Regions from separate parts of the Zea mays genome. Here regions 1, 2 and 3 are each linked to region 4. The links are chromatin contacts, called in public Hi-C maps. All regions are on one chromosome and are shown on one strand. Each heading gives the region's core, a stretch centred on a gene start, on an enhancer-like site or on the middle of the called end of the contact. The rest is flanking DNA. Distances are from core to core; before and after follow the strand shown. Region 1 holds the start of LOC100283632 (cycloeucalenol cycloisomerase). Region 2 holds the start of LOC100381570. Region 3 holds the start of LOC100275842. Region 4 holds the start of LOC100274440.

Region 1 (2,700 bases), core at 194-2,693, 300 kb after region 4:
AAATCCCAGTTTTTAGAGAACTTCAAGCAAGAAAGGCCAAGAGACGGAATCAAAGGCTTTGGTGATGTAAGAGTCCTGGAAGCTAAGTCAGAGTGAAGGACACCATTCAAGGGTAGACTAAAGGAACAAAGACATATTCAACATGATCTGGTAATGGTATGAATTATACAGATCACCCATAAGGTCACTTTCACAAATCACAAAAATGGACATGATTGAAAATAACAGGTGATGTTCACAGGTGAAAGGGAGAGCACATGACCGGCAGCATCAACACATGCTTGTGGCTGACAGATGCAGAACGTCTCAGGACAGAGAGGGAAGACAAACAAACAGCAAAGAGGGACCATACTGTAGTAGGCTTAAATCTAATGATCTTCCTGCAGCAGAGCACCGTGTAGCTTGACCTCTTCCCCTACCAGTCTGCTCTGCATTTTAAATTTTAATAGTTTGCCAACTGCTTGCTATTTCTTTCCATATCACATTCTCACCTAATGGTTGGTATATTATGAAAATGTTAAGACGGGCATTGCCCCTTCACTAATGTGGCCTGCAGATAAATCACATGTGCACCTTATACTATGAAGAATTAACATAAAGCATACACATCCTGCGACCTTAACCTTACATACATATGTTGGCGAGATGAGCAGCCAGAGCCAGCCGAGGGAACAGACAGGAGGAGGGGGGTTACCTTCCCTACGAGGAATAGGGGGATGACGAACGCCGGGACGGTGGACACCAAGCCAAGGATCAGGTACTCCAGCTCCGTGAACCTCTGCACATGGCACAAGAAGCCAAGAACGGGTAGAAAGGTAAATAGTAATATATTAGACGTAGTTTATTCACCCGCTCCGATCACGTCGTCCAAGATCCAATCGAGAACCCGATCCATGGACCGGCCAACAACCAACCGAGAATCATGCGGCTGGCTACACAAGACGATGGTGACGAGATGGAGGAGCACCTCGTAGAGCTTGAATGGGACGACGACACCGAGGCAGAGCGTGAGCCAGAAGGGCGTGTAGAGCAGGAAGAAGGCCTCCCCCCAGCGCTTGCTGCCGTCCGCCGCCAACCACGCGCTCCTCTTCCCCGCGCCGCCGCCGCCCCTGGGCTTCGCCCCCGGCCGCCGCGCAGCTGCGAGAGGGAGGAGAGGAGAACCCCGCGGGTCAGATACGCGTGCGCGGGCCGCTCCTGGAAACAAGCGCGTGCGCGGGACCCACCCGCGCCTGCCATTGCCGGGCTGGTTCCGCTTGCACCTCCCTCCCGCAGGACGGCAGGGCGCCGGGAGAGGGATGATGGAATCGAATCGATAAATCGGAGGCTCGGAGCCGAACAGACCAGGCCACTGGCCACCGAGAGTGTAAGGGGGCGTTTGGTTGCCTTGTCCGGTGGTGCAGCTGCATCTACACATGCAAAAAGTAGTGTTTGTTTGGTTCGTTGTATCGCACGAGACAGGCTAGCACGGAACTTAAGGTCTGTTTGGTTCACTGCCTAACTTGCCATACTTTGCCTAACTTTTCTGTCTAAGGTTAGTTCTTCAATTCGAACGCCTAACCTTAGATAAAGTGTGGCGCAGTTAGCCACGAACCAAACAGGCCCTTAAAGCGCCGCGAGCCAGGCCCGGCAGAAACGCATCGCGCGGCCGCACGCGCGCGGCCAGGCTCCGCTCAGCCAGCTCTTTACTCGTGCACGCATATCGAGACACGTTTTTAATTGGTTTTTTCATTATATCGTCTAATTAAAAGATTTAATCACCGAACCGATTTCATATCCGCGTTCCTGACATTTTTGCGAACGAAACTAGACCACTCATACTATATATATTTCAAATAAAAAAATTACGTGATTAAGATTAATATATAATTAGTGTATATTAACATGTAATTAGTATCTATTAAGCAATTTACCATATAATTAGTGTCTATTAATAGATTTTTTAATTTATTTAACAATTTTTTTAACTCATGCACCATGTACTCATGCAAGCAACCAAACAACATCTCTTGTGAACCAGACTGGCCACATACACACAACCAAACACGCTATACTGCATGCACTCAGCCAGTCCAGTCTGAGCCAGGCTCACTAGATACGAGCCAGGCTCACCCATACAAGTAACCAAACGCCCCCTAAAGCGCAGTGCGTGTCCTCTCTCTCTCACTCTCAAAAAAAAAGGCGTAGTGTGTGTGGGCCGGGAGGGTCCCAGACTACTGCGCAATCAGAATGGCCCATCTTCTGGCCACTTCGATGTGTATCGACACTTTTTTTTTATTTAGCCTTGTTCACCAATCCGTACCGTTCTACGGAGTACTTATACTAAAAATTATATCAATTCAAGCGCTTTGCTTATACTTTGTGTATGTACATGCATGTCTTGTAGTTTATTCATGTCTATTTAACTTGGACTCTTTCAGTTGGCCTCTTGAAGCGCTTTGCTTTACAAAGTCAACTAGATTGGTTAGCTCTTCAAAGTTCAAACACAGTTCAAATAGTTTCTGGATAGTATAAGTTTTACAGCAGTCTAGTTCCATGTGGTGTGGAGTTAGAGAAGTTTATGGAATTACCTATCCGCCACTGATTATGTATGTAGCGGTTCGTTTCTTTCATTGAAGTAATAAATGTTGTGTAATTAAAAATACCAGTTCTTTTAATTTATTCTAAAACCCATTCAAGTAATGATTATTATGTAGTTAAAAT
Region 2 (2,950 bases), core at 451-2,950, 370 kb before region 4:
ACAAATAAAGAAATGACCTATAGTGAACTACAATGGCACAGTTGTGCATAACAAAACCTACTGGCTTGAGCACAACTGAAAAAGTAATGGTAACCAATATTGAACCATAAAAAAATGCAGCAGTTAAAGGCAACAATATAGGGGGGCAAATATGCAGGAAAACCCGCCATACCTTGCTCATCTGATAATTCTGCCAATACCCTGTCAACAAGGTCCTGTGATCAACGACTACAAAAATGGATCAGATACCACAAGTACAAAGCTGAGCCAAGTATAGTGAAGATGAGATTCTGATTGTGTTGGGGGGGGGGGGGGGGGGGAATGGTTCTGATTCCTGAAAATGCAATGCTGATGGATTGAACCCATGGTTACTGCCAAAGCGAGTTGTGCACAGCACTACAGCAAACAGACCCAACAACTATGTACTGCCAGATGGCTAGTTCACCCTGGAGGCTCGTATGCCATGCGCCACCATTCAGTTGCAATCCTACACATCCCGGAGTAGAAACAGAGTGTTGGAAAAGCTGAAATAATAGACCACAACAGTTGCTGACCTGCTTCTTTCCATGCTTCGGCAACCCCAGCTGATTTAAGATATCTTTGAGCTCCTTTATTCTAAAATACGCAAGTTTATCCTGTGACAAACAAGGGTCAACATGTGAGATATTCAAGAGTGCCGTTACACGTTGCTGCGCACGTGAAGTACACCGCCACACTTGCCATGTTTGATCCATGGACCAAAAAAACAGGACTACCAACTCTACAACGATTTATTAGGAGTGAATTTTGTCGGTTTGCCATGTGCAAGCTAGGAGTAGCTTGAATGAGTACTGCGTCATGTGACAGAAGGAACCAACACTAGCCTATCAATCAGTACAGTACATGAGGAGCTGATTCTGTTAGTTGTAAACCAAGCGCATAGTCTGCATGTTTATCACTTTAGAAAGTCTGAATAAAGAGACAACACAACAGAGAAGCTGCTTGTTCTTTTCGCAACACCAAAAACAGCCTCTGCTCTTCGTTTGTCTAGGTGAGATTGAGTGATCGTTGATTCATTCCAGTGCACAGATTCGCGTTGCCGGTATACATCGCCGGGACGTGAGCTCAACAGATTCGGTGGCTCAGGCAGCATAGAACACCTCCCAACAACACACACAGCCCCAAAACTCGGGGCTGGACTACGGCGGGCAGCAGATTAAGAGGCCGAACCGCAGTTGGAAATAAGGCAGTGGTGCCAGCAAGCGCTGGGAAAAACTAGGGTCCGAGCTCTCACTCTCTCAGCCAGCTCAGGCCCATCCATCCATCTAAACCTCGGCGCGGAATTAACCGCCGGGCGGCAGCGGGGCGGGAATCCCCCGGGGAATTCGAGGGGGAAATCGACAGGGATCAGGTGGCGAACTGGGCTCGGGCGGGCGTATACCTTGCTGGTGGAAGCGAGGTCCGACATGGCAGGCGCCCGCGCGAGGAGAACGCCCGGAGGGGCACGACCATGGGGAGGAGGCGATCGGGGCCCCGGGCGCCGGCAAGGAGATCCGGGGGTGCCGAATTCGCGGCCGCTGCTGCGGCGGGGCTCCCTCGCGTGGCGCCTCTGTGGCCTCCGCCGTATGCGTCGACGAAGGTTGCCTGGACGGGGGCGGGGTTTTCCTCTCTCACTCACTCTCTCTCCCTCTCTCCACCTCGCTCTTGTCTGCCTTGGCTCGCACGTGCTTGTGGGACGGGTTCGTCGAGAAGGAGAGGAAGAGAAAGAGGGGTTTCTCTCTCCTATTCTCAGCCCGTCAGCCGCCGCCGCGGCGGACGTTATCGGCCGCTGTCAAATCCGGTTTTTGGCGGGGACGTACGAATCCGCGACCCACCGAAGCCGGCGTGGGGGTTGGTTCGTTTTTACTGCTTAAACCGTGTCCTGTTCGTATTCCCATCTAAAATGGGATTGGGAACATATCAGGTGCAAACTAACTCATTTGTACAACCGTGCGAATTTCTAATCTAAATTATATAATGTTGATCCAATAAACGCAGGGACGTGGATAATTTTATACTTAACTGTCCGCTGCTAATCACACCTTTTCAAAATTCCCCTTCCCACTCCTCTGCGCGTTCCCTTGGATTAACATCATGTGTTCAGATTAGAAGTTTGCACGGTTGCACGGAGGAGTTGGTTTGCACCAGATACGTTCCCATCTAAAATAGTAAAAACTAATAACTTCATTCTTAACTAACTAAGTGCATGTGCGTTGCGACTGCACATAAATTGTTGAGGGAGATCTATGGCTGCTCGTCAAGGTCGATGATAGGCTATCGTTGCTGCTAGGCACCATCATCCGAATAAGGATAGAAGTATCCGGGATAGAAAGGAGCGTGAAGTTCTACACAAAACCAAACAGGTGTTTGGTGACTCTCATCTTGCGAAACACGATGAAGATAATCTTGCATGGATGACAAAGATAACATTAAAAAACTACAAGATTGATTAAGCTAAAGTAAACGCTCAACATCCACAGACAAGTATTGTAGTGCAGTGCACTTTAATACACAAACGCTCTCAATGCTCACCTCCGTCTGTAGTTCATAACACCTCATGCAAATTCGTCCCCTATCAAAGAACATGCTGAAGTAAAAAAAGTCTCGTATGATCCATCATCATTGACTGAAAAGTGAAATTGTAGGGTCACACCACACTATTTGTGATAGCATCATCGCTTGGTCATTCACACAAGTGAAAAATGGATTTGCGAGAGCAGTAAAAATAGAAGTGAGCAGCCGTCCATTTCATTGAAGACTTCATTTTACCAACAAAATAGTGGTATGGGCAGCTCGAAAACTAATTCTAAAACCTAAAATTTTGTGATACCCATGAACACCACCAATAAACACCACCAGGAGCGGGCTCAGACTTTGATTCTGGCAGCCGCGTCAATACCTGTCAGCGTAATTTGAGGCTGTTGTGCATCAT
Region 3 (2,769 bases), core at 211-2,710, 420 kb before region 4:
GCATGGCCAGGGGAGGGGAAAAACATGTACCCATACTGTTGATGGAGTCGTACATGACCTTCCTTCATGTACACGAAGCCACTGCCTTGCCTTGGCGAGGAAGGCAGTACCGGCAAGAGAATGCCATTAGCAGAATTGTTTAAGCACACGAGAGAGAGAGAGAGAGAGAGAGAGAGAGAGACGGCTCATTGCATCAGATCAAGATCCAACCCCTGCTCACACAAACGCGCATCGCATCGGATCCCCAGGCGGCGAGGAGCTCCACCACCACATGGCACCACACCACACGCACGCCCTTGATGGGTGCTGTCCTTGTCCCTGGCAGCAAATCACTAAACAATGCTGCCGTCCACGACGACTGATGAGCACACACACGGTTAGTTTTGTTTTGCATGCATATGACAGAAAGGTCATTAGCATTAGCAGACACCAAACAAAACAAGAGAGAGAGAGAGAGGATGAAGACTGGCTGATGTGAGTGAAGAAAGCTGCTGCCATGGTTGGCTGGCTGGCTGAGATGCACGCACCCACTCGTGCAACGCCTACTTTATTTTAGAGACTGCTCTGATCGTCGATCCTCCTCCTAGTACCATTACCTCCATGAGACGAAAGAGAGAGAGAGGAGGACGAGACGTCTCCTGAATCGAAGGGGAAACGAAAAGTAAAGAAAAGAAAATACTACTGTATGTGGTGGACGCTGAGCTGACCTGAGATGAGAGTGAAGGGACGTGTGGATGTGGAGTGGAACGTGCTTTTTTTTGCAGCAGCAGCGCCGCGCCGGGCGGGTATGCAGGCTGGGTGCGGAAATCAAGGCATCCCCATCCAACCAACCAGCCAGAGGTTTCAAGGGGCAGGATTGGATTGACGGATCGTGCATGGCCAGGCCACATCGCACGTGGCCGCAAGCAGAGCAGAGGAGAGGTCAGGTCAGGTCGCAGGAGGAAGGAGGAGGAGGAGGAGCCGCCCTGGACGCTGGAGCAGCAGCAATAGCCATGGCCAATGCAGCATCCTCTCGTCGTCCTTGTCCTTGAGACGACATCACTCTGCTTCTCCCAGTTACCTTACTCATGTTCACGCCCGCCCCCATTACCATGGCCGTCGACCCGGTCCATGCACTGCCTGCCCAAGCCCGTCGCATACCTCCTCCACGGCTCCACGCCTCCACCCACCCGCCCCAGGGCCCAGGACAGATCCATCCAACGCATCCATGGACCGGGTCCAGGCCCACCACCGAGCGAATCCTAAGACACGCACACGCACACCCACGAGGCACGCACGGCACGGCACGACACGAGCGCTAGCTTGACGCTTCCCACGCCAGCAGCGGAGGATCCGGAGCTCGCCTCGCCTGTCGCCTCATTTAATCCGCACGCCCGCGCCCACCGCCCGCCCCCCTCCAGTCCCCCCACTGTGTCCGCGCCGCCTCATTAATTAACCTCGCTACCGCGCGCGGCGGCATCCACCTCCCTCCCTCCGCTGCGGCCAGCCAGCCATGAAGCCGCCGGCGGCGAGCCCGGGCCGCGCGGAGAAGCCGCAGCTGGCGGCGCCGGGCCTGGCGCGCCTGCTGCTCAGCAAGAGCCGCCGGGGCGCGCGGTCGCGCCGGGCGCCGCCGGCCACGTCGCCCATGTTCGTGTCGCGCGGCGCGCGCACCCGCGCCGCCAACGACGGGGAGCCCTCGTCGCCCAAGGTCACCTGCATTGGCCAGGTGCGGATGCGCAAGGGGAAGAAGCCTGCGACTGCGACGGCGCCGGCGGTGGGGAAGGCGGCCGCGCGGGACAAGGGCGCCGCCAGGGGCGGCTACTACTACTACTGCCGCTGCCTCAAGAGGGCGTTCCTGTGCGGCGGGCTGTTCGCGTCCGACGCGCGGAAGCGGAGGCACGAGCCGCCGGCGGAGCGCGGGCGCCGCTCGCCCTGGGTGTTCAGCAGCCGGGACGTCGCTGTTGCTGCCGCGCCCAAGCCGCCCGCGGACCCGAGCAGCGGGCGCCGGGCCGAGGACGAGGTGCAGCTCGGCGTCGGGGACGTCGACTTGGGGTCGACCGGCCGGGACGGAGAACAGGAGGTGGGGATCGGCGACGGCGACGGCGACCGGGACGCGCCGCTGGCCGTGTCGTCCGCCACCACTACGCCGCCCAAGAACGCGCTCCTGCTGATGCGCTGCCGGTCCGCGCCGCAGAACCGCACGTCGCCACTCACCTCCCGGTTCCCCTCCACCGCCACGGCGCCAACGCCGGCGCCGGCCAGGGACGCCCTCGCCGCCGCGGCGTCCCCGTTAGCATCCCCATCCCCTTCGCCTTCTCCTTCTCCCCGGAAGGCGCCAGCTTCGGCGAACGAGGACGGCGTGGCAACGCAACAAACAGGAGCGGTGGCAGCGCCAGCGCGTGAGCCGCAGCTGGTATTGAGCGGAGAAGGAGAAGAGGAGGAGGAGGAGGAAGTAGAAGTAGAAGACGACGACGAGTTCGATGAGTACGACGAGGAAGAGGAAGAGGAGGACGAGACGGTGCGGTGCTCATCGGCGCGGCCGCTGGTGCTGCAGCGGTGCAAGTCGGAGCCGGCGACGACCGCGGCCGCGAAGATGGCGGCGGGACCCGCGACGAGCGCCGGGTGCTTCTGGGCCCACGGAGGGAGCGGCGGCCGGAGGAGGCACGCTCCGCCGCCGCCCGGCGCGGCGCCGGCGGCGGTGGCTTTGACCGGCCACTGAGACGCAGAGGCGATGGGGGACTGTGGGTGGTGGTGGACTTGTGATGGTGGCGGGCCCCGTTCTTTTGTTTT
Region 4 (2,700 bases), core at 168-2,667:
AGATAATTGGATTTTTGCCACTCACAATGTTGTCTTCGTGTTATAATTAACACTGTGTCTATGAATCGTGGGTCCAGCTGGGTCTATGAAATGTGGGCCTGATGGCAATTTTACAAACCTGTTTCTTGCTGATGGCAAATATCAAAATCTCTCGGGGAAAACCAGGTGCAAATGGCACCGAGCAGGTGAATTCGGACAAAAGTGATTTCACATTACCAGGTAACCTCGGAAGGCGGTCTGGATCTTGATTGCGGCGAGCTCTTCGGTTGGCGCACCAGGTGGCAGCACCGACGCCTGTGCTGGGGCAGCAGCAGCAGCAGGGGCCTCCTCCAGGGTGACATGCTTGCTCTGCTCCTGCTCGGCTTCGGGGACCCTGACCTCGTCGGTCTGGCGAGGAACTGGAGGAGGAGCCGGAGGGGGTGGCACCGAAACATTGACTTCCAGGGAGGTAGATGGGGTCAGATCTACCGGTGCTGGGTTGCTAGCTGCTGATTTCCTCCTTAGCCTCTGTCAATTCCAAGGGCAAAGTTTTGGGTTGTGATCAGAATTCAGTCCGAACTTTAGTGACAAAAACAAACGCAAGAAAAAAAAAGGCCGCGCTTTGATCGATCACGGATCTGCAAGGTAGTCGTAAAGGGGGGAGCAAGTGCCGTCTTGACAACAATGCAGAATGCAAAACCCAAAAATTCACCAGTACGACGACGGCTGAGAAGTATAGAAAAAGGGTGAACAAGGTGCGGTTTTTTTTTACCCAGGAACACCTGACTGGATTCTTCGGAATTGGGAGAGGGGAAACCACGAAAATCCGATCAGATCCACCCACAAATCCAAAACGAAGCCCGCAAAACGCAAGAGAATCCCAAGGGGGCGGGCAAGCATCACCTCCTCTTTCTTCTCCTTGGATTCGGGGCTGAAGACCTTCTTGACGGCGCCGAACCACTTGCCCTTCTTCCCCATGGGTCCACGCCACGCTCCTCGGAACAGTCACCCTGGCTCGGCACCTGGAGAGGAGGACTGAACAAGTCACGAACCAGACCACCTATCAGTATCTGCCAGGCCCACGACGAGACGACGGGTGTCAACTTTATCGGAAGAAGGAACGCCCGCCCAAATCTTGGTGCGGAAGCAAAGGGGAGGGGAGGAAGGGCGGGCTAGCCGTTTCGGTTGTGCGCAGGCAGAGGCAGGCGAGAGGAAGGCATCGTCAGCGGCGTGGTGGTGGCAGGACAGGAGAGCTGAGCTCCGCGGCAGCCCGCAATGCAATCATGTCGCGTGGGAGGCCGCGGGAGGTGGGGAGGAGCGAGGACGGCAGGAGGAGCAGGCACCAGACCGAGGCCAACGATTTTTTGGCTGGAGCTTAGCAGGCCTGACAGGGACGCAGTGCAGGAGGCCGGGAGCTTTGGATTTCCGGAGGGCAACAGCTGCGTGGGAGCAGTCGCGGAGGGAGGGAGAAGCGCAGGAGGGAAGCGTGTGTGTACCTTTGGTTAGTGTTGCGATGCGCCGCTGCTCCTCCGCGGCTCAGCCTCCTCTCTCGCGGTGATGTGTGAGAGTTTTTTAGGGGGAGGGAAGCTGGGAGTGGGACTTTGGACAGCTGGGGACACAGCGGATCGAGGGGAAGGAGATGATATTGGGACTAGGATGATAATGGAGAATTTATTGTTGGAGAATAGTCTTCATTCTCGTTCTTACTATCAAATTTTTTTTTACGAGTATTCTTACGAACGTTTTGCGTGAATATTTCATTTTTATCCTCATTCTCCGCAGGATAAATATCTGACGGGATCCTCATTCTCGCTTAAATTATAACTAGGACACACATTATTTGTTATTAATATAAAATATTATCACTTATACAAATTGTCATATGTAAAAAATTATTGTGTGCACATTAAAATAAACACATTTGTATAATAAATGATCTCTTGATAAAATAATTATTTATTTTTATCATTAACCAGTACACGAAAACGGGGATGGAGAATGCTTCCACGATCCGTTCCGGTTTACCCATCGGGGGAGGGTTTTCCCCATTTACATCCCTGAGGGGGAAGAAATTTCCCCATCCCTATCCTCTAATGGAGAAATTCCTCGCGGAGAATCGGAGATCGGGTCCCCATTGTCATCTCTAAGTAGAATCTCTCTATTAATCCTGAATGGTATCTGCCAAGGTTTTAAATATCTGATTATAGCGGCTGATAATATGCCGATATGGCCTTTTTAGCGGTGCAAAAGTTATGTTATTTATCATGATATATGGTACTATTTCTCGATATATCTTGATAGTTCCAATTTTGAGAAGCGTAGGGATAAATCTCTTAGACTAACTCCAACAGACTCCATCTTCGCATCCGTATTTTGCGTGACAAGCAGGCTCCGCATAAACATGGTCGTCCAATAGGCTCTGTATCCGCATCCCCATCCCTCTCAATGAAAGTTGGGTCCCACGCTTGACTGTTTTTGAATGCCCTCTTGTGCAGAGAAGAGATAGACACTGTAGGAATACCAGGTGGAAGACAACACGCCTATTTTGCATGGTGGTTTACGGAGTCTGCTGGAGGGCAGAATAGTGGCTTCGGACGTGCAAAATGCGGATGCATAGTGGAGTATGGGGCGTTGCTAGAGTTGGTCTTATCCCGCTATTTAAAACACTGGTAACTACATGAGGCTGAGCCCGACTTTCTTGTCAATGTGCATTCAAGACAT

Evidence for each region. A called contact is a pair of places that touch in the nucleus more often than the background predicts.
Region 1: a contact with region 4 is called in a Hi-C map of leaf, with 7 times the contacts expected there. The contact joins the promoter of LOC100283632 here to the promoter of LOC100274440 in region 4. A contact is called at or near these places in 3 of 25 Hi-C or Micro-C datasets (endosperm, leaf and leaf mesophyll).
Region 2: a contact with region 4 is called in a Hi-C map of ear, with 3 times the contacts expected there. The contact joins the promoter of LOC100381570 here to the promoter of LOC100274440 in region 4. A contact is called at or near these places in 11 of 25 Hi-C or Micro-C datasets (bundle sheath, ear, endosperm and 4 more) and 1 of 3 datasets of contacts at active chromatin or transcription factors (leaf).
Region 3: a Hi-C map of endosperm shows a contact between it and region 4, with 4 times the contacts expected there. The contact joins the promoter of LOC100275842 here to the promoter of LOC100274440 in region 4. A contact is called at or near these places in 2 of 25 Hi-C or Micro-C datasets (endosperm and tassel).

What each region holds. Positions count from the first base shown.
Region 1 is chr6:36,002,545-36,005,244 of Zm-B73-REFERENCE-NAM-5.0, forward strand. It overlaps LOC100283632 (cycloeucalenol cycloisomerase), which reads right to left and starts at 1,444. Exons shown (of 8, transcript NM_001156533.2): 1 at 1,224-1,444; 2 at 968-1,137; 3 at 695-778. The coding sequence starts at 1,236.
Region 2 is chr6:35,329,179-35,332,128 of Zm-B73-REFERENCE-NAM-5.0, forward strand. LOC100381570 reads right to left here and starts at 1,701. Exons shown (of 17, transcript NM_001361448.1): 1 at 1,421-1,701; 2 at 555-635; 3 at 173-215. The coding sequence starts at 1,447.
Region 3 is chr6:35,279,919-35,282,687 of Zm-B73-REFERENCE-NAM-5.0, forward strand. LOC100275842 reads left to right here and starts at 1,461. Exons shown (of 1, transcript NM_001149825.2): 1 at 1,461-2,769. The coding sequence starts at 1,493. The coding sequence ends at 2,698.
Region 4 is chr6:35,703,257-35,705,956 of Zm-B73-REFERENCE-NAM-5.0, forward strand. LOC100274440 reads right to left here and starts at 1,418. Exons shown (of 5, transcript NM_001148799.1): 1 at 883-1,418; 2 at 217-507. The coding sequence starts at 957.